Regions from separate parts of the Mus musculus genome. Here regions 2, 3, 4, 5, 6 and 7 are each linked to region 1. Evidence: chromatin contacts called from public ChIA-PET, Hi-C, HiChIP or PLAC-seq and Micro-C data. All regions are on one chromosome and are shown on one strand. Each heading gives the region's core, a stretch centred on a gene start, on an enhancer-like site or on the middle of the called end of the contact. The rest is flanking DNA. Distances are from core to core; before and after follow the strand shown.

What was found. Hi-C and Micro-C count contacts between places; a contact is called where the count stands out from the background. ChIA-PET counts read pairs in DNA pulled down with a chosen protein or histone mark. HiChIP or PLAC-seq counts read pairs in DNA pulled down with a chosen protein or histone mark.
Region 2: a contact with region 1 is called in a Hi-C map of rod photoreceptor, with 5 times the contacts expected there. The contact joins the promoter of Mirc35hg here to the promoter of Impdh1 in region 1. A contact is called at or near these places in 3 of 39 promoter capture datasets (hippocampal neurons and liver), 2 of 484 Hi-C or Micro-C datasets (embryonic stem cells and rod photoreceptor) and 1 of 115 datasets of contacts at active chromatin or transcription factors (embryonic forebrain).
Region 3: a contact with region 1 is called in an RNA polymerase II ChIA-PET map of memory CD8 T cells, with 5 read pairs. The contact joins the promoter of Zfp800 here to the promoter of Impdh1 in region 1. A contact is called at or near these places in 1 of 39 promoter capture datasets (the C10 cell line) and 2 of 115 datasets of contacts at active chromatin or transcription factors (large pre-B cells and memory CD8 T cells).
Region 4: a Micro-C map of embryonic stem cells shows a contact between it and region 1, with 2.4 times the contacts expected there. The contact joins the promoter of Nrf1 here to the promoter of Impdh1 in region 1. A contact is called at or near these places in 2 of 39 promoter capture datasets (hippocampal neurons and liver) and 1 of 484 Hi-C or Micro-C datasets (embryonic stem cells).
Region 5: an H3K4me3 HiChIP or PLAC-seq map of bone marrow-derived macrophages shows a contact between it and region 1, with 2.5 times the contacts expected there. The contact joins the promoter of Smkr-ps here to the promoter of Impdh1 in region 1. A contact is called at or near these places in 2 of 115 datasets of contacts at active chromatin or transcription factors (bone marrow-derived macrophages and pancreatic cancer cells).
Region 6: a contact with region 1 is called in an RNA polymerase II ChIA-PET map of memory CD8 T cells, with 15 read pairs. The contact joins the promoter of Snd1 here to the promoter of Impdh1 in region 1. A contact is called at or near these places in 2 of 484 Hi-C or Micro-C datasets (CD4 T cells and regulatory T cells) and 9 of 115 datasets of contacts at active chromatin or transcription factors (the 230-238 cell line, embryonic midbrain, embryonic stem cells and 5 more).
Region 7: a contact with region 1 is called in a FOXA1 HiChIP or PLAC-seq map of pancreatic cancer cells. The contact joins the enhancer-like site here to the promoter of Impdh1 in region 1. A contact is called at or near these places in 1 of 39 promoter capture datasets (the HPC-7 cell line) and 4 of 115 datasets of contacts at active chromatin or transcription factors (bone marrow-derived macrophages, embryonic midbrain, extraembryonic endoderm stem cells and 1 more).

Annotation. Positions count from the first base shown.
Region 1 is chr6:29,214,665-29,218,431 of GRCm38.p6, reverse strand. Impdh1 (inosine monophosphate dehydrogenase 1) reads left to right here and starts at 2,068. Exons shown (of 15, transcript NM_001302933.1): 1 at 2,068-2,360. The coding sequence starts at 2,191.
Region 2 is chr6:30,172,253-30,176,019 of GRCm38.p6, reverse strand. It overlaps Mirc35hg (microRNA cluster 35, host gene), which reads left to right and starts at 1,895. Exons shown (of 2, transcript NR_126540.1): 1 at 1,895-2,340.
Region 3 is chr6:28,260,310-28,264,076 of GRCm38.p6, reverse strand. It overlaps Zfp800 (zinc finger protein 800), which reads left to right and starts at 2,153. Exons shown (of 6, transcript NM_001081678.2): 1 at 2,153-2,597; 2 at 3,241-3,359. The coding sequence starts at 3,299.
Region 4 is chr6:30,046,143-30,049,909 of GRCm38.p6, reverse strand. It overlaps Nrf1 (nuclear respiratory factor 1), which reads right to left and starts at 1,922. Exons shown (of 12, transcript NM_001164226.1): 1 at 1,797-1,922.
Region 5 is chr6:29,983,204-29,986,970 of GRCm38.p6, reverse strand. It overlaps Smkr-ps (smal lysine rich protein 1, pseudogene), which reads right to left and starts at 1,642. Exons shown (of 2, transcript NR_040264.1): 1 at 1,505-1,642.
Region 6 is chr6:28,478,396-28,482,162 of GRCm38.p6, reverse strand. It overlaps Snd1 (staphylococcal nuclease and tudor domain containing 1), which reads right to left and starts at 1,815. Exons shown (of 24, transcript NM_019776.2): 1 at 1,521-1,815. The coding sequence starts at 1,598.
Region 7 is chr6:28,495,919-28,499,685 of GRCm38.p6, reverse strand. The region is part of intron 1 of Snd1 (staphylococcal nuclease and tudor domain containing 1); the gene reads right to left. Among named protein-coding and RNA genes, the nearest start is that of Snd1, 17 kb to the right of the region's middle. Within about 2 kb of position 1,630, at least 36 of the 459 cell types and tissues checked have an H3K27ac peak or open chromatin away from gene starts, as enhancers often do. A contact at or near this core is called in the HPC-7 cell line and pancreatic cancer cells, where this site is marked.

The DNA.
Region 1 (3,767 bases), core at 819-3,318:
CTCCCTGGGCCAAGCATATGCAAACCACCACAATTGCTGTGTTCCTATTACCTCAACCTCTGAGGTAGCTGAGATTACTTACAGTCCTGCACCACCTAGTGTGGCCTAATTCTGCTTGCTTGCCTTTCTTTCTTTCTTTCTTTCTTTCTTTCTTTCTTTCTTTCTTTCTTTCTTTCTTTCTTCCTTCCTTCCTTCCTTCCTTCTTTCCTTTCTTTCTTTCTTTCTTTCTTTCTTTCTTTCTTTCTTTCTGTCTGTCTGTCTTTGCTTGCTTATGTATGTATGTATGTATGTATGTATGTATGTATGTATGTATTTATTTGAGATAGGTTTAACTGTGCATCCCTGGCTGGATTGGAACTTGCTATGTAGTCCAGACTGGCCTTGAGCTCACAGAGATCATTGTAGCTCCGCCTTCTGAGTGTTTGGATTAATGGCTGTCCTACTTAGGGTTATTGTTGCTGTGATGAAACACCATGACCAAAATCATATTGGAGAGGAAAGGGTTTATTTGGCTTATACTTCACATTGTGGTTCATCATTGAAGGAAGTTGGAACAGGAACTCAAGCAGGGCTGGAATGGAATCTTTTTTTTTTTTTTTTTTTTTTTTTTTTTTTTGGTTTTTTTTCGAGATAGGGTTTCTCTGTATAGCCCTGGCTGTCCTGGAGCTCACTTTGTAGACCAGGCTGGCCTTGAACTCAGAAATCCGCCTGCCTCTGCCTCCCGAGTGCTGGGATTAAAGGCGTGCGCCACCACGCCCGGCACAGGGCTGGAATCTGGAAGCAGAAACTGACTGATGCAGAGGCCATGGGGAGGTGCCATGATCTTCATGGCTTGCTCAGCTTACTTTCTTATAGAACCCAGGACCACCTGCCCAGGGATGGCACCACCCACAGTAGGCTGGGGCCTCCCAACCACTAAGCAAATGCTCTACAGCCTGATCTTAGTCATTTTATCATTTTCTCAATTGACATTTACTTGGTTCAGATGGGGGGAGGGGTGTGTGCCCACGACAGAGTCTGGTACCAAGGGCAGAGTTAACTTCTGTCAAGTTGACATCAAACTAGCCAACACAAAGACCATAATTTTGGGTTCTTGAAATGGATCTTAGTGCCAGCAGATCATCCAACTTTATTTATTTTATGTGTGTAGGTGTCTTTCTACATGTATATCTGTGCAGCATGTTCATGCAGTGCCTGTAGAACCCAGAAGAAGGCAACGAATCACCTGTTACAACCTGACAGTTGTAAGCTGCCATATGGGTGCTAGGAATTGAACCAGGGTCCTATGGAAAAGCAACCCGTGCTCTTAATCACTGAGCCATCTTAACAGCCCCAGATCACCAAGCGTCTATTATTTATTCCTGAGATCGTCAGATGTTAAAAAAAAAAAAAAAGTATTCAGTGTAAGAATTGTCAGTTGTTTGTTTTCTATCTACTCGGCCTCCTCGAACAAATTGCCCGAAGGCAGTAACTCTTCTTGCTTTCCCAGAGAGTTGCTTTATGAAAGCTGACAATAGTAACAAAGCTGAAATAGAAAGTGTTTTCTAGGCAGCAGATGAGCAAATGCGAGTTAGTGCGTGTGTGCTCAGCCCTACTTCCCTGTAAAGGAAGACTATAAGCAGGGCAAGACTAGGGTCTTTTCCTTCAGGAGCTAGTAGCCTGTTTGTCTTCCCTGGGTAGCAGTATAAAGAAATGGTGAGGGTTGTTGAATAGGTAGGGCTTGCTGGAGTGTCCCACCTCTCTTGCCCAGGACTGGAAGCACTCCAAGAGGCCATGCAATAATAGTTCATTACCCTGGTGTTTGCGCTCCTTTTCCTCAGATGAAACCAGGAGAAACTCGAAGGTGCACGACACAGGGTACAGCGGAGGGTCCTCTTCAGTTGGGTCCTTGAAGAACACAAACCTCGCTCCACCTCACCATCTGCTCATCTGCTTACTTTTCAGCCTGAGTGGCGTCTCATGGGGGCGGAACAGAGCGTAGTGCCAAGGGCGGAGCCCTATGGACTCCAGGACCCCAAACCAGCTCTTCCAGAGCCCCGCCTCCCAACAACCAGCCCCGCCCCTTCCAGTAGACCCCGCCCACTACCCCGCTCCCTCCGGGAGCGGACTGGGGCTCTTATTGCCTACGCCGGTTCGGGAGCCTCCACGCGGAGAGGCTCCCGCCGCCTAGAGCTGCGGCCTCCGCATGGCATGGAGGAACCGCTCTCACCCCCACCGGAGTCCGGGCTGCTCTCGCCGCTGCTGCAGGGAGGTGGAGCGGCTGCCGCTCCAGAGCCCGGAGCCCGGCAACACCCGGGACATGAGACCGCGGCGCAGCGGTACAGCGCCCGCCTGCTGCAGGCCGGCTACGAGCCGGAGAGGTGACGCCCAGGGCAAGGCGCGCGGGCGCATCCGGGGCGGGCGGCAGAGAAGGGCGCGGCAACGCCGGGAGACCGGGTAGCGCTGCGGGGGAGGCCAGAGGCAGGTCCCCTCTACTGCCATTGCACTTCCCCAGACGCAGTTAGACTGTCATACACCTGACTCTTGGCTGGCGGATGCAGGCGGGCACTGTGCAAACAGTTCAGTGCCGCGTTACTCCGGGGAGCTGGAGAGAGGGCGCAGGTTGTAATATCGCTCCCTAACATTTTATCTAAGATCCGACCTATACTACACACTCAGCGACGCTTGGTACAAGTGGCTCCGACCTCTGGGGTACAAAAAGTGCTTGTTGGAGTCCCGGTCCAACGGCGCTTTCTCCTCAGCTTTCTTCTTCCTAGAATGTATTCAATAGGTGTGGGTGTCCGGATTGAGTGTCTCCCTAGGACTAGGGGAAGGTACTTGCACTTTCTCACCAGGCACTGAGATCCAGTGAGGCGGCTGCTGTTCACTCCTTGGAAAGACTTGTACCCCAATGCAGGGGGTCTGAAAGGCAATGAATGAGGGTCCCTGGAGAAAGAGTTGGGGCAGTGAACTGGGCCTCAAGGGAACGAGCTGAAAAAAGAGACAGCGGCTAATCTCTGGATTGTATCGCAGTTTGAAATGCAATCCTACTGTCCTTCCGGTCCAGGGGATTTGGACTTCTTTCTCTACCCCATCTGCTGGTGCTCAGCAGCTTGGGGAGGTGATCTGGCAGCTGGGTTTTGAGGGGAGGGTGGTCTGGGGAATTAGCCAGGTAGTTCTTCTGCCCAGGGTTTGGCCGCTTATGTAAGAACTTTTAACGGCTTTTGGGGCTACGAAGCCCAGCCCCTCCTGCCGTTGCTGGCTGTCTCTTTAGAACTGACTTAGGCTTAAGCAACCTGCCATCCGTTTTTCTATAATAGAAATCTAGTTTGGAGGGCTTGGGGTTTTAGAGAGGTGCCACTATATGGGAGGAAGCGGGCCACGGTACTTGTGAGCTCGAAGGAAACTAGGACTGTAGAATCTCAGAGTTCAGGCAGGTGCATCTCTTTTTCAGATGTACTGCTGCATCAAAGGGACAGTGCCAACCCCACACTTCCCGCCCCCCACTTAGGCTCAGAATGGCCTGTGTAAACTTGGACCCCAGCCAGGCCAGTATAAAATCCAAAACCTGCCAGCTAAGACCTCTATCTGCCTCCACCAACCTGAATGAAGGTGTAGGAAAAGGCAAGGGTTCTCTGAGAAGCCCTAGGCTTCAGTCCAGCAGCATTACTGGTCTCTCTGGCTTGAACTTGGGTGAGCCCTGCCTATTTATCCCGGCATAACAATGCTAATGTTGTCTTTACCTTTTCCCCCCTAAAAGTGTTGTTTTGAAATCTTGTTCCTCTAAA
Region 2 (3,767 bases), core at 646-3,145, 960 kb before region 1:
AGGCTGGGGGGTCTCAGGGTGAGAAGGGAGCTGCGCGGGCAGCAAGCGACGCTGGCTCTTGGGCGGGGGCTGTCTCGACTTTCAACAGAGCATTTAAGAAAGGTAGAAACCGGATCCATCTCACCCGCGCCCCCGCCCTTCGAGTCCGACGGCGGGACCCCGCAGCCGAGCGGCTAGCTTTCCGTTCTGCGGTGTCTGGTTCTCGACAGCAGGTGAATGGGCCCAGGCGAGGCGCGGGGGGGCGGGGCGTACGCTATAAAGGGGCGCGGCAGGACTAGGGGGTCACTCGCAGCCGGTGTGGCCTGCGCGTCCGAGCACACAGAGCTGTGACCGCCTGGTGCCGGACAGGCCTAGGGACCAGGTAGGGCGTGAGTGGAGATGCCGGCCGGCAGTGAGGTTCAGGGCCACAGGGATGGAAAGGGAAGGAGGCGGGACAGGGAGGGTTAATGTAGAGTCACCACACCCCCCTGAGGTCTGTCGGGTCGTGCCCTGCTCTTCCTGTTCGGTTCTGGTGCATCACGTCCCATCCCCAACTGTGCTGGGAGAGGGACAAGCGGGTCCTGGCCTTCCTGCCTTGGGGTGGGTCTTGCCTCCGGAGCCATCTGTCTGTAACATCCATGGCTGAAGCAGGTCTTGCCCAGGAGCTGAGTATCTAGAAGGGTTCGTATCTGCAGCGTCATTCTCGGACCCTGGCAGACAGCAGGGGAGGGAGGAATCCAGGGGCTCGGTTCCCCTAATCCATTTACTTCGCTTGAGCTCAAGGTTTTCAGTCTCAGCGCAAGGGCCCTTTAGTTTGGTGGGAACATCAGCTAAGCCCCACCCCACCCCCACACCCGGTTTTAGAGGCTTCTAGGCGGTCAGACCTGCCCGGATTCATTGGGAGAACTAGGAGCTAAAAGGGAGGAAGGCGGATTAACGTTTTATTTTAATCTGGTTTTGAACTGTGGTTGCCGTCTGGGGCAGCCGGGCGCGGCAGGGAATGGGAGGGCGCTCAAAGCAGGGGAGGGGGATGTGCGCACTCTCTGGTCTCAGGATGCTGGGGAGAAGGAAGAGGCCACTTCAAACGAGACAGCTAGGGTGTACCTTAACTCTGCTCCTCCCCAGAGGCTCCGGGGTGGCATCCTAGCTAAGAAGGTTCCGAGGGATCTAATCCCCGTCCTCGTTCCAGATGGCCCCGCCCCCTCCCGGGGGAGCCACTGCGGCAGTGGAGGGGCAGGAAGGGAGATGGGAAGGGGTCTGGGGGTGGCTTCCCTTCCCCTCCCCCTTCCGGGACAGGCGGTCTTTGTTCCCTGCGGCGGCGGCGGCCAGACACCTGTGAGGCTTCAGGGCTAGGCAAAGGTGGGTTAGGACGAGTGGCGAGCCTCTGGTGCCCACTCCAACTCTCTACCTTCGGGCCAGGGTGCTCCCACCGAGGCAGAACAGACTGTGGCCAGTTCTCCGGCTGCAGAGTACCGTCTAGTGTGGTCCCACAGTACTCCTGGCCTCCAAACGCACTTCCCCTCCCCCAGCCCAGAGTCGGATTTCCAAGTTTGCTGTGCTACACACACCTTGGCTAGCAAGGGGTTCAGAGGGAGGTGGGATGGTAGGGCATCGGGGCACACCTCGGCCGGCGGCACCCCAGCCCAAGGTAGGAGGCTAGAACAGCGAGTGGGCAGCGGGACCCCTTAGGGGCCAAACCCAGCTGGGTTCGGCGAACAGGCGGGGCTCGCGACGTATCCGCAGTCCCGGTCGGGCGTGCCCTACGACGCGCACCAACCGGAGCAACATTCAAGGTGAATCATCTTCGGTCCGCCTCCCGTCCCTCCCCCGCCCCACAGCACCTGAGCCAATGGCGCGGCGCGGGGGGCGGGCGGGGCGCTGGGGGCGGTAAAACCCTCCCGGAGTCATTATCTCTGCACTCCGTCGAGCCCCCGGGTCTCGGCGCCGGAGCCTGCTAGCCTCCTTCCTTGAACACGATCGTCACACCTGGTGCACCCCTTTCGTCTGCCTCTGGGGCTCGGTGACCATTCAGCCCTACCCCGCCTGCTGCGTGGAAGAGGCTCCTCCTCAGGTGGCTCGGCCGGGGCCTTCCCCTGCAGACCTGTCACCCGACACCCAGGAAGCGCGCGGCCCCATCCCGGCTCCTCTTTGTTCCCCCGCTGGGCTCCGCGCTCCGGCGCCACCTCCTCCCGCCAAGGTCCTGGTGATTTGGGGCGCCGCTCTCGGCTCAACCTGGGCACGCCTCAAGTTCTGTCCATTGGGCCCGCTCCAAACGAGGGCCCTTTTTTTGCCTAGTTCCTCGGGTGTGGACTCGGAGCAGAGCTGGGAGGCGGCGGTGAGCCCAGCCCGGAGCCGGCGCAGGTGAGTGTGCGGGGCGGGGCCGGGCGGAGCCAGTGCTGGGCCAGGGAGAAGGTGGAGCGGGTGCCGGAGGGCCAACAGTTCTAGCACCCAGTTTTGTGGGCGGCCGGAGGGGCAAGCAGAGGCCACGTCGTGGCTGTGGCCTTCGGGGATGACGCGGCACTGTGAATTCCTGACTTCCTTGGCCTTTTGGCGGGGATGCCGGCGAGGTGCCAGGGGACGGGGCCCTCAGTACCATGTGCACCGCATCCAGTGCGGTTCCCGGGGCGGGAAGAAAGCGGGGGGCATTTTGAGCCTAGGTTGGGTTTGGCTCGGTGCCTGATGCTGCCCGCCCTAATGTCGCCTCCCGGAGGAATTCGGCTGGGGTCCCGGGAGTTTCGCCGCCCTGTTGGGCCTGGGAGGAAGTGCAAGGCCGGGAGGCTGGCCGCGACGCGGGCTGGGGAGCGTTCCTGCGTCGAGCTGGTTTCTCCAGCCCCTTCTCAGGGTTTCACTGCAGGTTGGTTATCGCTTCCGTGGCCCGGAGCCTGCCCCGCCCAGTCCCCTGGGAAAAGCTGGTCCAAGAACTCAGCTTGCCTTCCTTCTGTATCCTCCGGCCTGGAGCAAGCGGATACCAGTTCTGAGTCCGAACCAATTCGGTTAGCAAGGGCTGCTCCCAGGTCCCCAGAATCCTGCCCCCGGAACATGTCTCGGATGTTTTACTAGTCGGTGTATCCAATAGTTACCGGCAGTGGCGATGCAGCCCAGGCATCAGGGATCGCTCAGTTCTGCGGAGCCCTACAGGCTGAGCCCTTCCTTCATCCTTGGCACCCCTACACTAAGTAGAAAGATCTGCTAGCGCAAGGGATGCAATTCTGATTAGGAGATTAGGGACAGAGATGGGGGGCGGGTGCCCTATTGGGCGCCGTCTCTGTCAGAGATAGTTAGGACAGGGCCTTCTAGGTTTCCTGCTGGCTAACCTCCTGAGGACTAAGAGTCCAGTTTTCACACTGAGCCAGGTACCTGTGTTACACGTCCGCCCTGAGACTCCGTGCACAGTCAGTCTAGCCTGCATCACCCTCTGCCTAGACAAACCTTGGGCATCATGTTTCTAGATTTCTGTTCCGAGGTCAATCAAGCCTTCTAAGAAACCCAGTAAACCGAGCCCACCTTTCATCCTCCACTTGTTTTCTTTAGGGCTTCTAGCCACCCTTTCAAACAGTGAGGGGGGTCAGTGGGTGGGAGATTATTACACAAAGAAGAAACAATTTCACTGTAATAGTCTCCCTTGTGAGGATTTCGTTTATTCTTATTTTCCACTAGGAGTATTAACGGGGTCCAGTGGCCCTGGGAACGTGCTTGTGCTGTGCACAGCTGAGCACACTCGAGTTTGGTGCATGCCTGGGTAGCTTGGACTGCATCAAAAGCAGCTTGAGGGGCTCCTAAGATTTCAC
Region 3 (3,767 bases), core at 904-3,403, 950 kb after region 1:
ACATTTAAATTCTTACAAATAATACTTCCCTGGCTTATAAAATTTTAGTATTTTTAATACATGTATTACACTCATTGTGTCAAATTAAGGTAAATATCCTTTGAAACAAAAATGCTTTACTTAAAAATTTACCACCCAGCTATCACCAATGTTGATCATTTTCTCTCCTTTCAGTTTCTCACTGCAGTTTTGAGTGATTTGTATTTTTGTATCATATTTTTTGTGCATCATTATTTTATACCATTTCAGATAATATAGTCATTTTTTAAAGAGTGGAATTTTAATTTTATTTACAGAACACTTAAAGATAAATTATAGATTAATAAAAACTCTTTTTATTAAAATCACATATGCTTCATTCAGACAAAAGCACATATAATTCCAAGTACAGCATCTCTCACATTTCAAAAATATATCTTTTTGGTTTAAGCATATTCCACATAGTTAATATTACACATGATAGTTTTGTTGGTTGGATAGGTTAAAGGTCCATGTTGTATGTCTTCTTCAATTGCTCAATTTACTTTTTGAGACAGGGGCTCTCACTGAGCCTGGACCTAATCCGTTTGGTTGTGCCAGCTGGCTGGCAAGCCTCAGGGATTCTTCTCTCTTGGTCTCCCTAGCACTGGAATTGCAGGTGAACGTTCACCTCCAACGTTTTTGTACCATGTGTTCTGGGATCACACTCAGGTTTTCTTGACCAGACTTAACTGACAATGTCATCTTTCCAACCCCCAAATATGATTTCTATTGGCTGCATAATACCACCACATAGAAGTGGCCATTTATAGCATATTGACCTATAATCTGCATTTGCTTCATGTGGGTAGTGATTCTTGACAATGGAACAGAAAATGAGATCATAATATAATATCCTATGTAGCTGCAGAACATTTATTCTATTCTGCTCCAACCGTACAAGACGTATGCAAGTATTCCATTCAACAGTCCTATAGTAACAACTGCATTTGCTTACAAACTTCCTTTGGAATTTTGAAAATTGATTTTGGTGATTTTTCTCTTCACAAACACAGAGCCTAGTGTGGTGTCAGCCTGTAACCCCAGCTTTGAAAAAGAAAGTGCATAGTGGCAGGAGGAGAATCCTGATTTCAGGGTCATCCTGGGCTACTCAGCTAGTTCCAGGCAAGCCTGAGCTACACAGCAAGACCATCTCAAAACAACAAAAAACAAAAAACCCAAAATACAAACACATAGTGCCTTCCTTCCTAAACTTTTCTTTTTTCAGAAGCTCCAAAACTGGAACTTGAAAACTGGAAGTTAGTTAATTGTGGTTTTCATTCATCCTGAGAAGATAAAAAAGGTCAAATGGGAGCTCTCACAAAACCCTGACCAATAGCTGACACCTATTCGAGTGAAGTTAGCAAGGGCAAGAATTCCATCTCAGAGTTGGGAAGAAGGTGGCGGCAGCAGCTACTGGATATGAAAAGCAGCTCAAGGTTTGTAGATTTGACAGAAGATGGCCATCTTCGATCTGATCTTCGGGGATTTTCCAAGCAGGATGCTGGTGCCCAAGAGGGAAAGTGCGTGTTAGCCATGTGACCCAACTTCACTTCCAGGTTTGCACCCTCAGAACGTTGCCAATCGCGTTCTTTCCCAGAGCCCGACTTAGACTCTCCTGTCCCAAGTTCCAGGAGGTACACTTGGACAACAGCTGGCGAGCCAGCACCTGACAGCTCTCCCGATCCAGTCCACTTCGGGCTCCCAGTCCCTCCTTTTCTCCTCCGCTTCCCCAACTCTGCCTGGGTCGGATCCGCCGAAGCGCAGCAGCGCGAGCAACAGTTTGGTGCCCGAGCGAGCGGCGCGTGCCCGGGGAGGGGAAGACGCGCCCGCGGTTCTGGTTCTCACACCTCCGGGCGCACGCAGCCTCCGGCCGTCGCTCCGCAGCCGCCGGCGGGAGGACGCACGGGCGCGCGCCGGCGAGGCCCGCCAGCTACCCGGCCGCCCTCGGCGCCCGCCAACCCCGCAGTCTACCCTCCTCCGCCCGAGGCCGGCCCCGCGCGTCGCCTCCCCACCGGGGCTGCCCGCCCAGCGCATGCGCGCCGCGCTGCCGGGCGTGCCGGCCACACTCCCCCCACCCACTCCGTGAGCTTGTCACTTCCTGCCCTCGCCCCATCTCCGTCCGGGGTCAGTCAGTCGCTCCCTGTCGCAGCCGGAGACTTCTCTGCTTCCCCCTTCCTACCCTCTCTGCACGGCGGTCGCTCGGGCTGTCCGGGGAAGGGGCGGCCACGAGAGAACGGGACTGACTTCCATAAAGTTTCCCGAAGCATCTGCTACCCGCAAGGCCCCAGGTGGGGGACCCGCGCGGCTCCCCGCCCCTCTCCAAAGCCCGGGGGACCGTTGCAGGTGGAGCGGCGCGGCGCTGAGGGGAGCCGGGCTCGGCGCGGCCGTTGCCCTGGCGAGGGGCGCCTCAGTCCTGCCTGCTCCGGTTCCAGCTCCTTCGGCTGCTGCGCCCGGCGGTTCGTCCTGTCAACTGCCTGCGCCCGCGCGCCGCCAGCTCGCCGGCCCGGAGCGCGGAGGGCTGCCGTGAGCCGCCGCCACCGCCACAGCCGCCACCGCAGCCGCGGCCCGAGGACGTGGTGAGCTGTGGCGCTTCCGCGTCGGCGCCGCCGGGGACTCTTTGGGAGCGCGCCGGGGCCGAAGCCCGCTCGGCTTCACGCGCTGCGCCGGGGCTGCGCCAGGTGGGGCCCTCGGCCGCGTCGTGCGCCCGGCTGGTGCCGCGGCCCGCCCGCCCGCTGGCCGGCCGGCCGCTCCGGGAGTTGAGTAAGTTGGGCGCACTTGGCGGCGCGGACCGGACCCGACCTGCGCCGGGGAGACCCCCCGACGCACGTGCGTGGCCGGAGGGCGCGCGAGCCGCTCCTCAGCCGCGCAGGGGCCCCGTCGCGTCCCGCGTCCCGCGCCCGGCTCTCCGCGCGCCCGCCCGCTCGCTCGCTCGCTCGTCCGCCCAGCACGGCGAGGCCGCAGCCGCCTGCGCAGCCCGCCAGGCCTTCGCCGTGCGCTGCGCTGCCCTGCGCGCCGGACGCTGCGTTTCCGGGTAGGGCGGTGAACCTGTGCGGGGACGTGGGGCCGGAGGCCGGGCGAGCGGCGGTTTCTTTTCCGAGCGGAAGGTGCGGGCCCGGGGTGAGGGCAGAGAGCGCATGGTGGGATGGTCTGTGGAAATTGCAGCCACAGCCTCCATAGAAGTTCAGGGATAGTGATGGGTTTGTGCTTCTCTGTCCACAGCCAAGCCGCAATGAAGAGCTTCTCACAGTGAAAGGAAAATAGGTCGCACCCGTTAAAAATGCCTTTGAGGGACAAATACTGTCAAACGGACCACCATCATCACGGATGCTGCGAACCAGGTAAGTCCGTTTTTTTCTCCCCAGTGTCTTTGCTCTCCTTCACCAGAGCTACTCGGCTTTCTGCGTTGTCTCTAAGAAGTCTTTCCTAAGTAACTCGGTTTCTCCTGCGTAAAACTACTCGCGTAATGCCAAAAGCCTGTACAAACTGGAGATCTCCATTGCTTGAGCCCCCAGAGAAAGTGCCACAAGTGTCACCGTCAATCATTTCCACAAGGTCGGGCAGCTCCTTTCCCTTCTTTTTCAAGGCAGCTTCGTTATTGGTTCACTCCATGCTCTGAATGTTTAAAATGGAAGAAGAAGGTAAAGATGAGATAGGTGATTACTACCATTCAGCTTCTTGAAAATTTCTTATTGTTAAAATAACTTTCCCTTGAAGTGTTTTAATCCATAGTATAAAGTTTACCACTC
Region 4 (3,767 bases), core at 673-3,172, 830 kb before region 1:
AACAACAAAAGGCTGCCAATGTATTTCAGCAGCAAACGGTCTGCATGGCCAATGCCCTGTTAGATTCCCCAGCAAAGCACAAAAAAATAAAGAGGAAGGGTAACACCTTCCCAAAAATCTACACTCAACAAATTACAGTTAAGTCTGCACCCAAATTAAGTCACTACATCACATTACACATGACGATTATACACTTACTTTGTACTCATTAACTAGCCATATTTCTACTACTTTATAGGGTAACTTGTCAAGAACTTTCAAACAATGTTAGGGAGTCAGGACATAACTAAATGAAAAAGCAAAATCAACACTCATTTAATATATATGTCACCCCTCTTCTCTTCCCCGGAGTGAGGAACAATCCATTAACTTACTGTTTATGACTAAAGGAAAAGGCATTTAAAAGGATCTGCCGAAGATTGGAAAAAGGACCAAAAAGGACCACTCCTCCAAGGACAAAAGCTGTCCCCATTCTCCTACAGAGCACTGTCCCAACTGACAGGTTCACTCCCACCAACTTTCTCCAATAAATGGAGATTTAAACACTAAAATGGAAGTTTTGCTTTGCCTACTTAAAAAAAAAAAAAAATCGGCCCAACCGATACCAACTCTAACATAAGCCATCATCAGTACAAGATACTTTAATGGCAGGGAAGATGGGGATGACCTGCTAACAGCTCCTCCAACTGGTCAGAGCAGATAGCCTTTGAAGCTCTAACAACATTAATGTATGTTTAACATTTTCAAGTTCTGGTGGGTAGTCAGATGCACCGAACAAAGTTTGGGGCCAGCAGCAACGACACAACAGGTGAGAAACAGTGGACATCACTACAGAACATGCAATGGCAAACCCACGAATCCACGAAAGCCTGGGAGATGTGGGAGAGAATCAAGCACAAGACCACCCCAGACCCCCTGTTTTATCCGAGGCAAAGGCTCCGTTCCTTCTTAAGGGGTGCGCCACCTCCCCCTCCTGTCCCCCGGAGACCACCACGCCAGTCCCAGGAAGAACCCAGGCCCCTCGGTGGGTATCTCCGCCGGAGAGGAAAAACACAATGTCGCTCCTTATTTCTGCGTACAAAAGGACTTTGCGCCCTCCTCCTCCTCCTCGAACTGCCGCCTAGGCGCCTCCTCACAACTTGCAAGAAGGTGGGCAGCGCGCCATATTCAGCGCCCCCCAGTCCACCTGGGTAACCATCCCACGCCACCCCGGCGGGAGGGAAGCTTCGGAGGTCGCCCGGCCGAACCACCAGCCTCCTCTCCCGCCAGAGACAGCCACTCCCGCGCCCCGCCCGGCCGCACCGAGCCACCGGCGGGCCAGAGCCGGGAAGAGCCGAGGGGGCGAGCGCCGAGCCGCCGCTCCGGTCCCGCGCAGCCCACCCACCTCCCGCTCCCGGGCCCGGCGCGCTCTCCCGGGCCGCCGGCTCCCGAGCCCGCAGAAGGAAGACCAGGCCCGGGGTTCCACGGCGCGGAGGAGGCCGCGGCCGGGAGAACCCGAGGCGGTAGGGGAGGCCGGAACCCTGGGGCTCTCGGGAGGGCAGCCGCCTCCCTACCGAGCCCGCCAGGACGCCCGGGGCCTAGTGCGGCCTGCGCATCCTCGGGGTGGCGGTTTGGCTGGGCCGGGCCCGGGCCCGGGCCCCCCGCCCCAGGCAGGCCGAATCCGGCGGGGGCCCAGGCCCCGAGCCGGGGGCGGCAGGGTGCCGGCTGCGGGGCGGGCCGGCCGGCCGGCGGGCGGGCGGCGTGTTGCGGCTGCGCCGGGGCTGAAATAGCTGGAGATTGCGCGGTAGGGCACTCACCTCAGAGCGGCTGCGCTACCGTGGGCCTGCGCCGTGGAGACTGCGACCGCGCCGGCTCCTCGCAGCCTCCTGCCACCAGCGGCAATGGCGAGCGCTGCCGCCTCTGCCGCCGCCGCCGCCGCCGAGGAGGGGGAGGGGAGGGAGGAGGCACGCACGCGACGCACGGCTCGGCTTCCCCGCCCGGAGACCGCCATGATGGCGAGGCCAGCACGGCTCTGCGGCTCCGGGGAGGGGGCTCTCGGCGGCGCTCTCTGAGACCCCCGGCCGCCTCGTCGGCCTCTGGTGCGGCTCGGCAGCGCTGGCCGGGGCCCGGACCAGGAGGGCAACCGGCTGAGCAAGTCGCGGACGCGGCGGCGAAGTGGTTCATGCCGCCCAAGATGGTTGCTAATCCGAAGGAGCCCTCCGCTCGGAGCCGAGCGCGGGGAACTGAGACCTCCGCTCCAAAGCGGCTCCCCCACATTTTACTCGGCGCGCCTTTGCGTAGTCGCCTCGACCCCTCTCTGAAATGCGCTTTGTTTCTCTGTTTCAAAGCCCCAACCAGATCTGTAAACGGGGAACTTTGGTACAAAGCAATATGGTAATTTATTCTCTCGTTCCTTAGACCAACATTTCTAAAGGGCCCCTTTCCGTACTGGATGCTGTTATGGGTGCTCCGAAGTGCACCTGTTAGCAAACCAAGGCTCTATTTAATAAAAATAAAAAAGTAAGTTCTTGCCCTTGCTTTCTCGGCGCTTAGATGAAGCAATAGGGTATCCTAGTATGCCTAACAAGTGAGCAGACAGTGGGAAAATGAAAGGTTGGGGACATGGGGTAGTTTGGGTTGCTTTTGTTATGTCATCAGGAGCCCCCATCAGAACCACCGGGAGTCCCAGCTCCAACTGAAACCTAGAATCTGCATTTTTAACACTTCTGGGAGATTTAATGTGCACTAGATAAATGCCCCACATGGTGTCAGAAAACAGCTTAACAAATAAGCAAACATTTTTTTAATTGGATACCTTTGTCTTATGTAGTTTTTTTTTTTTTTTTTTTTTAGTCCAAGACAGGATTTCTCTGTGTAGACCAGGCTGTCCTGGAACTCACTCTGCAGACCAAGCTGACCTCCAACCCAGAGATCATCTGCCTCTACCTCCCCAGTGCTGGGATTAAAGGCGTGTGCCACCACTGCCCAGCTTAACTGAATGCCTTTTTCCCTTAACGGTTTCTTTTCTCTTCCTTCCTTCCTTACTTCCTTCCTTTCTTTTTTTTTCTTTTTCCTTTTTTTTGGTTTTTAGAGACGGTTTCTCTGTGTAGCCCTGGCTTGGCTGTCCAAGAACTCTGTAGACCAGGCTGGCCTCAAACTCAGAAATCTGCGTGCTTCTGCCTCCCCAGTGCTTGGATCAAAGGCGTGCGCCACCACTGCCTGGCACCCTTAATGTTTTCTAAATCAAACCGATATCACTGTCACTACCCATCCCTGTAGGAATAATGTCTGCTCTTTCCTCTTTGCCTCAATGATTTTTTTTTTTTTTTTTTTTTTTTTTTGAGATAGGGTCTCAACTATGTAGCCCAGGATGGCCTGAAACTCACCATAAAGACCAGACTGGCCTGGCCTCTAACTCAGAGATTTTTATCCTGTCCTTGCCTTCCAAGTTCTGGGATTAAAGACATGGACCCTCTGCCTGGCCATCCAATGACATCTTTAAAGCGTTGTTGCCTCTTTCTGACTTTGGTCCAGGCTGCTTTCGTGTGGAGGTGCTGCACTTAGACTCTGAACTGGCTCCCAGACCCTGGACTTGCTCTCCCCAGCCCCTTCTGCACACTTCAACTTGAATGGACTCTTTTCTTCATTTTTTTAAAAAAAAGCAGATCGTAGCTGGGCGTGGTGGCACACGCCTTTAATCCCAGCACTCGGGAGGCAGAGGCAGGTGGATTTCTGAGTTCGAGGCTAGTCTGGTCTACAGAGTGAGTTCCAGGACAGCCAGGGCTATA
Region 5 (3,767 bases), core at 393-2,892, 770 kb before region 1:
CTGTTGGACTCTCCGCTGCCCTAAGCTCTGCCTTCTCCACTACGTGAGACGGAAACCTGAGTGTGACCCCGAATAAGCCCTCCTTCTCTTGAACTGTTGTTTCAGGTGTTTGGTCATAGCCACCTGAAGAAATAAATACAGACACTTTGCGGTTGGAGAGGCTATGCAAAGATAAAGGGACCAACCAAGATCAGAGTGGCTGTCCACAAGCAAATGGGGAGTAGGGCAGGGTGGGATGGAAAGGGGGAGGGGCGATCAGGTCTGGAAAGCAAGTGAAGAGCAGCTTTGGCCTTCAGCCTCTGTAAACTAACAAGCTGGACATTTATACAAAGAGCCGGAAGAAGCCGTTAGTTTCGAGGGCTTTGTAAGTTATTCTTCATTTTCCTGGATCCGGAAAAAGAAGAGCAGTAGAGTAGAAGCCGAGAAACAAGTCAGGAGATGGCACCTTTACTTAATACTATACTTAGTTCCAGAAGAAAACATTAGAACCGCAGGCTTACTAAACACATCCCAAACTGCAGGCTAAAGGAAAGCAAGACAGGCAGGACACCTCAAGCGTGGTGCAAAGGGCTGTGGGTACTTACAGGACAGGAGGGACCAGGAGGTATTTCTACTCTAGGAGATAAAAAGACTAGTAGCAGCCATAGGGCAGGTGCAAGGAGAGCAACATCCGTCTAGTTCGGGGAAGACTTTTCCTTAAGCAGAGATGGTAATACCATAATTGTGCAAGAAGTTGAGGCCCCTTTACCCAGTGCATGCTTAGCAGCAAGTTCAACAGTGAAGAGAACAGCGTGTCCCTGAGGGCTGCGGACAGGGGCAACAAAACCACAGCCACTCTAGAAAGAAAAATGAGGCTGGGAAGGACGGCACCGGCAGGAGGAGGGTTAGGGTAGGGTGGGGTTAGATGCAGTGTGGACACCTCTCCCTCCTCCCAAGGCCAACCTTACTTTATTACATGTAAAGAATTCCACCATACATCTCAGGGCAGCCTGAACAGTCCCTTATTGGCGTGTACTTAGTTTGGGGGGATCCAAACCTCGTTGCTGATCTTCCTCTATTTCCCAAACGCCAAAGCATCTTCTAGGAGTGAAAAAAGTTACCCCACAGAACCAAGGGACTAAAACCAGTTTCACAGAAAGGGTACAGCCTGAATCTGCTGCTGCTGTCCATCAGATGCAGGTCATCTTAAGTCCATCTTAAGTCCGTCTCAGAATGAGCCCTCCTACTATACGCTGGGTTGAACTGTACCGGTGGGGACGACAAAAGACCTAGGTCTCAAAGGCTTACTGGGGCTATGGCGAGCGCTTGCGAACCTCCCACTTTAAGATGGGTATTTCCGTGGTCATTTCTATCTCAGCTGAGGTGATTGTGACACCAGTCCCCAGTCTCGAAATTCAGGCCCCACATTTCTTCCCCATACCCCCCACCTCTACTCCCCCACCCCGGCGTCGCAGTCTTCCGGCCCCGATCCTGGTGCTTCCCTAGCCTCCGCGAGCGCTCTCACCGGCGTTGTGCCGCCTGCCCCGGCCGTGGCCGCACCTCCAATTGGGCGCCTTCGCGGTGTGCGGAGGCGCAGATGCTGGTAAGCAAGGCTCGGCTCACTCCACTCGGGGCGGCACCCGGACAGCTCGCTTTCGAGTGCACAAACCCCGCGGAACCTCGAACTGTTTATTTGTTGCTAGGGCACCGGGGCGGGGCATGCCGCACTGGGCGGAGCCCTTGTGAGCTCAGTTTGTGTGTTCCGATTCGGTTTACGCGGAGGTGACGATGATTAAGAACTCAAACTGGGAGCAAAGTTGCAAAGTTTTGTCTCCGGCAGTGCGATTGGGCGGGGCATGAGGGGAAGGGGCGGGCCGCCAAGATCAGCAGTTTTGTCTTTGGGAAGGAAAGGCTAGAGAGAGTGTAAGCTAAATCAGTCTCTTGAAATCTTCAGAAACTCTTTCACTTCTTCTGATAAACAAGAATAAGGTCTCTGAGGGTCGAGGTGAGAATAACAGAAGAAATGTCTGTAAGAGTCTAGTACAGGCCTCAGGAGAGGAAAGTGGGCAGGGTTCGTACATTATGGGTGGGATTAGCTTCTAACCTTGTGAGTCCATCCTTTTCTCCCAGAAAGGGAATGCGTTTGGGGGCATAACTCCAATTGTTTTTTTTTTATTTTTTTTATTTTTTTAGAACTTGCCATTCCATTTTATTCAGTAAGCGGATATTGTATATCTGTCGCGTGCCTGACTCCCGCTTGCCATGGGAATTCAGTGCCCAATATGAGCCAAGGTTCTTGAACTAAAAAGGTTGGAGGAGGAAGATGGGAACACAGCAAAGAGGAAGGGTATGAATTGCAAGCGCTGGCCACAGTTAAAAGTGATAGGTGCAGAGTTGGCTCAGTGGTAAAGAGCACTTGCTTTTGCAGAGGACCCAGGTTGGGCTCTCAGCACCCACAGGGCTGTTCACAACCATCCAGTCCCAGGGATCCAGCGCCCTCTTCTGACCTCCACAGGCACCAGGCAGCTCACTATACAGTGCACTGATACACATGCAGACAAAACACTCACCACACAAAAAAATAAAAACAAATAAACGTTACAAAACAAAACAAACAAAAAAACCCAAACGACCAGGAACAGTCCAAATCATGGGCCGGATATGGTAAACCCAGGGCAGGAGGCAGGTGAACCAAGAAGCAGGTTAAAATCCTGAAAAGACCTTACATGCTATAGTAGGTTTTGCTAGCTTTTCTCCAGCCTGGTTAGTGAAATGACTTTCAAAATCAAGTCTTTATGTCCTTTGGAGTTTTCACTGACAAGACTGTGTTTTGTCTGGCAATTTTATCATGATTTATATATCCCTTGATATGGCAAACTCTGTGTTTTCTCCTTTGTGGACTGGCTTCTAATCCAAGGATTGGGAGTGAGCCCCTTTCCCTGCCTGTATCTCAATGTTTTGTTTTGCTTTGTTTTGTTTGCAGCTTTCCAAGGTTAATCTCTACTGGGATCATTTCAAAATTTGTTCCTTTTTTTTTTTCCTGATCAACAACTTGTGATGGTGGTACCATGGTGAAGTGGGTTCTTGACTACATACAAGGTTTAGAAGACTTCATTGCGTTGGGAGTGACAATGGGGTGTTTTGAATGATAACAGTCCCCACAGGCACATATATATGAATATTTGGTCCCTGGTTGGTGGAACTGTTTGGGAAGAATGAAGAGGTGTGGCCTTGCTGGAGGAGGTGTGTCACTGGAGGAGGGCTTTGGCAGTTTCAAAAGTCTGTGCCAGACCCATCCCTCCCTCCCCTCCCTCCCCTCCCTCAAACTTATGGATAAGATGTAAGCCCTCAGCTCCTGCTCCAGTGTCATGGTTACCTGCCTGCTGCGATGCTCTACATCATAATGGTCATGGGCTCACCCTCTGAATTTGTAAGCAAGCCCCCCAATAAATGCCTGAGCGAGGTGGGGGTGGGGAGAGAAGCGTGGCAGGAGCGAGCAGGGCCAGAGCAGAGCGAGGCCAGAAAGAAAAAGTTTGTAAATGCTTTGTTCTATAAGTTGGTCATGGTGTCTCTTCACAGCCATGGAAGAGTGACTCAGACAGACAGTGGTAGTCTTTATTCTGAGGGAATATACAAATGCTCACTTTATAAGCTGAATAGATCAATACAAAATGGAAATAGGAGAAAGCAAGAGAAGGAACCACTAATATCTCCCAACCCCCATGCCTCCTGACGTTCTCAGGTCTCTACAGCAGCTCGCACTCCCAGGAAGCTCCAAACCGTCAATG
Region 6 (3,767 bases), core at 566-3,065, 740 kb after region 1:
TGAGTTCAAATCCCAGCAACCACAGGGTGGCTCACAACCATCTGTAATGGGATCCAATGCCCTCTTCTGGTGTGTGTGAAAAGAGTGACAGTGTGATCACATTAAATAATTAAAAAGGGTGTCCATGTGTGCACACATATGTGGGTGCCTGATAGGGAACCTGTGCCTGAACACCCATGCAGAGGGCCAAAGATGCTGGAGCACAGGAAAGCATCCATATCAGTGCCTTCCTCTACTGCTCTTCACCCACTTGAGAAAAGGTCTCTCTCTCTCAATGCACCCGAAGCCTGATATTTTTAGCTAGGCTGGTGGAACAGCAAAAGCCCAGGGTCCACCAGCGCCACGTGCAGCACAAAGGTTCCAGGCAGTGGAACAGCCACGTCCAGCTTTAATGTGTGCCGTGAAGATGCGAACCGGGGTCCTCAGGACTGAGCAGCAAGCACCTGTATCCACTGAGCCATCTCCCCGGATCCCCCTGCAGAGTATATTAATCCTGAGAAAGACAACAGGGACAGCAAAAACAAAAAAAGTTTCAAAAACTGGCTCTCTGGGGAAACTGTCTTCCACTCTGGAGAGAAAAGTCGTTGGAGTTACAATATGAAAAGCAATCGAAAAGATCACAGCCATCTTAAACAGAAAAATCTGTTAACAAACGAGAAATGTCAGACCTCAAGATGTGGGAGGAAAAAAAGGAGAAACAATATAAGAAATAGAACAGAACTTATGCTACAAAATTAGTGTGGAAGTGGAGGTGATGGAATTCAAAATTCCGAATAAAGAAAGCAAAGGTAAGTGAGCAGGATCTATAATAAGAACCCTACACAGGGAATCAGAACACCTGGACTCTTATTATTGGCTCCACTCCAAACCGCCATGTGCCCTTAAGGCAAGTTAGTTACTCTCTTTAAAAACAGGCTCCTTGTCCTTAAGAAGTGAAGAAATGCTACTTAGTATAAGATCCCTGCCAGGCTAAATTTTTAATTTAAAAATACACGAAAATCAGGAGCTTCCAGGCCTAGAAACTAGACATTGAGATAAAAGGGGGAAAGAGTTGAGAAAACTTTGGGTGAATAAGTGAGTCAGTGGACAGAGACAAGCTTCGTGACAGCCAAGCACTCCCGGGGTTCCAGGAAAAGATGTCCGGATCTAGAGAAACTGCGAACTAATCGGCATATGTCAAAATGGACAGAAAGAGGGGGATGGGAGTAACTATCCGTGAACTATCTCCGTTAATGAACCGGTAATAGACCTGCTTCTGGTAAACAGGTAGGGGCTCCGAAAGCCGCGACCCACGAAAATCACAGCGAGCGAATCATGGACAGGTTGCCCGGGAGGCAAAAGTCAAGATAAGTTCGTTCTCGGGTTCTGCCTGGTGAAGATTCGGAGAGTAGGTGGAGAGTGAGGAAGGGGCAGAGGAAAAGCAAACTGAGACCATGCAGGCTGACGGGAGAGAAGGAAGTCAATGCCTGGCTCCTGCTCCAAAGCAGCAGAGGGGTCCGGGTCCAGGGTCCCGCTCTCACCATCTTGACGATGCCCCGCTGCACGGTGGGGACCGCGGGTCCCCCGGAGGAGCCGCTGCTCTGCGCGGAGGAGGCCATGTGTGGAGCTGGAAAGGCAGCGAGTGGGGCGGCCGGCCGGACTGGAAGTGTCAGGGTGGGTGTCGGCGCTTGCAGCGACAAGGAGCAGGCAGGCGACAGGCTACCGTCGGTGGGCTGGACAGAAGCGCCAGGCGCACACTAGAACACCAGCGGGACTGGGAGCAAAAGAGGAGACGCGATCTCCGCCGCCGCCACACGTTCTACTCGCCGCGCAAGCGTGCCAGAGCGCCACCGCCCTCTAGCCAATTAGCGTCCAGAACCCGCTGGAACTCAAGCCAATAGGCACTCTCTTTATGAAGCTCCGCCCTTTGGTCCCAAAACGGGTGCGGAGCTCCAGGAAGCGCTGAAAGAGCTGATTTGCGGTGACGGGATGGTTTTGAGGCGGGACTTCCGGGGAAGTCTTGAGAAGGTGGTGTCGGGAGGTGTAGTGGGAAGGAAAGGACACGTCAGCATCTGGCAGTGGTGCGCGGGGAGCCATGGGAGCCCCGAAGGCGGGGCGGGCCTCGCCCTCCAGCGGAGGTTCTGCTCCTGCCCCGCCCCTCAAGCGGCAAAGCGCCCACGTGTACGGAGCTGGACACCGGAACTGGACGACAAGGGCCTGGGGCCGTCCCAAAGGAACCTTACTGCTCTCAGAGTTCTGACGTTTCACCTCCGCAAAGCAGAGGAAACTTTTGAAAGTCGCCGCCATTGGGTAACCTGCTGATGTTAGTCTTGACCCGGAATGTGGCCGCGAATCTCCCGGTGGTCCGGAGTATCACTGGGGTTTAGTGCTTGTGAGTTCCGCTCATGTTTGTTGATGGAAGCAATAAGCATCTCTTAGAGGATGACTCGTCCTGCACACTGAGAATAGCCTCGTTTTTCGGCTCCTTCCCTCCTGCTCCAACTGAGGTTAGGAAAAACCTTGGGATTTGCCATCCCAGGGCTGAGCGGGAGACAGTCCTAACTCACTGCTAATCTCAGCTCGAGGTGGATCAGGAAAGCCATATTCAAGTGGATATTCAGGGAGAATTTATGGTCTTGGAGTGCCCCGTTTTAGAGCACAGGTTCTTGTATGTATTATTTAATAATAAAACCTGGACCTACGCTAAAGACACTACTTCCACTATAGCCTGTTTTAAGAAGTTTGAGTAGTCACGCATGTCTCAAATCAGGGTCAAGTTTTGGGGTCAGCATCTTCCTATAGCTCCAAAGCCAAGTCTGTACCACGAATTCACCCTATTCAAAAGAGAAAACGGATCTTTATAGATAGATACACACACACACACACACATATATAAAACAATTTTGAGGGGTTGCCCAGTACACTGGTAGCTCAGCTCTAAGACCTCATCTTTAGTGAATTTGACCTTTGCAACAGTGTAGCCACTCTCTCCAGGATAGTTGAAGCAGTTGAAACTAATTCCAAACATCTCATTTTCTGATCATAGTTACTGTCCTTTCCCCCCTACTCAGCCAGTTAATTCTCTTTTGCTTGTACTAATTTTCTATTTCTACACAACCATTGATCCTACTAGTCAGTCCTAACAACCAAATTACGTGGAGCATGAACATGCACAGTATACACTGCCTGTTAAATACTTTTTCCCTGAAGAATATGTTAGTCCTTAAGACAAGCCTACAAAGTCCATATGATCTGTTTCTTCAAAGGAGAGCATTGATGTTTTGTTTTCTGTCTGTTTATTTTTAAGTGAATAGGAATCTCAAAGGGCTCCAACAGGTAAAGTTGATTGCATTGCAAGGTAGATAACCCGAGTTCAGTCCCTGGGACCCACATGGTGGAGGAAGAAAACCAAGTCCTGCAAGCTATCCTCTGACCTCTCAGGCAAACTGTGACATGTGATGCTTGCATACACACACAGATATATATAACATATACATAAAAAATGTAGTTTGAAAAAAAATCTAGTGAGCAGTGCTAGGTCAGTATCTTAAGGGACAGAGTCAAGATATGAACTCAACTGTCTACCATAAATAATCTTATCTTAGGCCTCTACCTGCTTCTCTGGTAGACAAACCTACCTCATCCTCTGCCAAGTCTATAGAATCCATAACCTAGACAAAGATGTTTAATTCTCTAACAAGCTTCCCATGGGGGGGGGGGGGGGAATGCAGTGGACACTGCTGTGCAAGAGCCTTCTGTGTCCACTGTTCAGCTGTCTCCCATTTCGG
Region 7 (3,767 bases), core at 381-2,880, 720 kb after region 1:
AAAGTCACACAGTCTCAGGCATTTGAATGTTTGGTCCCAGTTGGTGAGGCAGTTTGGATAGTTTTAGGAGGTGTGGCCTTGATGGATTAAGTGTGGCACTGGGGCAGGCTTTGAGAGTTTAAAGACCTTGAACCTGTTTCCTGCTTGTGCACCTCATTCAAGATGGGAGCTCCCAGCTTGCTACTCCTGCTGTCATGCCTGCAGCTTCCTGGTCATAAGCGACTCTAGCCCCTGTAGAACTAGAAACGTAAACTCTTGTATAAATTTCACTGATCATGGTATTTTATCACATGGTATTTTACCACAGCAATAATAAAAGTAACTAATACAAGGACTGAGCCAGATACAGTAGAGACACCTGTAACATCACTTGAGGGACTGGGGCAGATGAGCGCTAATCTAAACATTTGGAGAGATGCAGAGAGAAATTTGCTGTTAATTTACTACAAAACTGTATTTTCTTTTTTTCCTAAGGTTTTCTATTCCTGTTCCAGCACCTTAGGTGTTGTCTGCAAATGTGTGCTATCTAAAGGAAAAAGGGAAAAAAGTGTTTTCATTAGCATCAGACCAGCATCCACTTGGCCGCTCACAACCACCTATAATTCCAGTCCCAAGAAACTGAATGTTCTCTTCTTGCCTTTAAGGGCACCAGGCATGTATATGGTACACAAACATGCCTGCAAGCAAAACATCCGCACCCATGAAACAAGTGATAGCTAAAATACAAACACAGTGGAGAGAAACGAAGAATCTTCATCACAAAACCAGCCACATATTGCCAGCGCTAATCTTTTGGTTCTAACTGCAATGACCATGACCATAGAATGAAGGGACGGAAAAATGACCCTATCATCTTTAAATAGATGCTAAAAAATAAATGATCAAGGTGATGATGCTCAGAAAGTCTCTGCAGGAGATTACAGACCAGTGATATCTCCATATTCATCAGAAATGCAGATCCTCACGCTGCACCAGACCTAATGAATCAGAAGCTGCATTTTAACAGGATCTCCAGGTGACTGGCATGAATAATGAAGTTTGAGGCTAATTTCCACCCTAACGCCCTGCCCTGGTAATTCTCTAGCAAACAGAGCTCTGTTTTCTCAGAGATGCCTTCCCAAGTGTGAAGCTCTACACTCCTCACCCATGGCCCTCAAGACAACATGGACTCAGCCTGTAACTGTTCTTCTGGGCTGCCAGTTCTGTGAGTGCAAAGGACCGTATCAACCTTATTCACCATGGTAGGCTCAGAGCACAGAGTAAGATCAAATATACTAAGCTTTTTTTTTTTAATTGTTAATATTATATTCCATACTGGACTCAAGAAAGCAAGAACAAAAACCATTAAGACATGAGTGTACTTAAACAGTTCATAACTTTGTTTGCCGGGGGCTAACAAACCCTATGAGGGAAGTAGAGCTTATACTTGCTTCTCCGGCTTCTCCATCGAGTAACATGAAGCACAAGGTTCTCTAAAGCCCCCCACTCCCTCAGCCAACATGAAGGGATGTAGCTGTCCTCTTTTGGATCCTCCATCCGCAGGGGATCCCCCTTACCCAGCTCTCTCTGCCTCCAACAACTGCACCTTTGCTCTGCATCAGTCACTCTCCCCCAGGAAGTTCATGTTATTCTTGGCACTGCTCTCTCCAGCTGCTTCCTTCGGTGCTCTTATCGGATGCCAGATTTCCCTTGTTACCTCCTTCAAGAATGTCTTGGCTAACTCATTTCTAACCACTCGATTGATTTATTTCCTGTGAGCTGTCAAGTCGACTCTATTTTCAACAGAAACCACTCAAATCTATATCCCTGACCACTTTGAAGAATCTCCTAATTAACTGTTCAATATTCAATTGTCTTCCCACTTTCTTCAGTCACTTCCCGTGTCTGAAGGGAATTGGTATCTGAACAAACGCTATCATCTCTACTCTAATTATATTCCCCATGATTTCTGTATTTGTTCTTAATTAGTAGACAAGAATCAGATCTACAACCCAAAGCTTATATTCAAATACTATGGTGATAAAAGTGTATCTAAATGTCTAAACTGACAGCAAAAAGTGTAAATGTTTATTTTCACTTTGCAACTCACTGAGAAACCTAAGTGAATGGGCACAGAACACAATGGATGGGGGACACTCTGAGGAAAAGGAACAAGCAAGCTTAGGCCACCACCAATGAAACAGGATCAGTCGCTCATAAACTCACAGCCCAACCCCACCTTTCCACCCTTAGACTTAAACGCAAAATTTAGCCTATTGCTCATAATGGAACACAATACAGACTCTTTAGGGTTTTGTTTTTGTTTTTAAGATTTATTCTTATTTTATGTATACGAGTGTTTTGCCTGCATGTATGTCTGTGTACCATATGCATGCTTGATGCCCTTAGAGGACAGATTGTGTCACACCTGGACTAGAGTTACAGATACTTGTGCGTACCTGAAATTGAACCCACTGGAAGAACTCCAGAGATCTTAAACCACTGAGCAATCTTGCTGCCCCCCTCCCAGGTTACTTAGAATAGAGCCTTATCATTGTCTCGGGTTATGGCCAGATCCCACGAAAGACAAATAAGGACTGCAACTTTCAACTAACCTAAGGGACTGCTGCTGACGACTAAATTCTACGAATAAATGATTCATAAATGAATTAAGTGGCTGGAAACATCACTCAGTTAGTGAGCCCCAGGGCCTGATCAGCGAGTGTGGCTTTACACACTTGGGAGGATGGAGTCCAAAGTCTTCCTTGGCTAGACGGGGCTACATGAGATTCTACCATTATTTTTTTAATTTTATTTATTTTTTATTAGATATTTTCTCTATATACATTTCAAATGCTATCCCGAAAGTTCCCTCTACCCTCCCTCCACCCTGCTCCCCTACCCACCCACTCCCGCTTCTTGGCCCTGGCATTCCCCTGTACTGGGGCATATAAAGTTTGCAAAACCAAAGGGCCTCTCTTCCCAGTGATGGCCGACTAGGCCATCTTCTGCTACATATGCAGCTAGAGACACGAGCTCTGTGGGGTACTGATTAGTTCATATCGTTGTTCCACCCCTAGGGCTGCAGACCCCTTCAGATCCTTGGGTGCTTTCTCTAGCTTCTCCATTGGGGGCCGTGTGTTTCATCTTATAGATGACTGTGAGCATCCACTTCTGTATTTGCCAGGTACTGGCATAGCCTCATAGGAGACAGCTATAACAGAGTCCCTTCAGCAAAATCTTTCTGACATATGCAATAGTGTCTGGGTTTGGTGGCAGGTCATGGGATGGATCCCCAGGTAGGGTAGTCTCTGGATAGTCCATCCTTTCGTCTTAGCTCGAAACTTTCTCTCTGTAACTCCTTTCATGGGTATTTTGTTCCCTATTCTAAGGAGGAATGAAGTATCCACCCATTGGTCTTCCCTCTTCTTGATTTTCTTGTGTTTTGGAAATTTGTATCTTGGGTGTTCTATGTTACCGGGCTAATGTTCACTTATCAGTGAGTGCATATCTAATGACTTCTTTTGTGATTGTGTTACCTCACTAAGGATGATATCCTCCAGATACACCCACTTGTCCAAGAATTTCATGACCCATTGTTTTTAATAGCTGAGTAGTGCTCCATTGTGTAAATGTACCACATTTTCTGTACCCATTCCTCTGTTGAGGGACATCTGGGTTCTTTCCAGCTGCTGGCTATTATAAATAAGGCTGCTATGAACATAGTGGAGCATATGTTCTTATTACCAGTTGGGACATCTTCTGGATATATGCCCGGGAGAGGTATT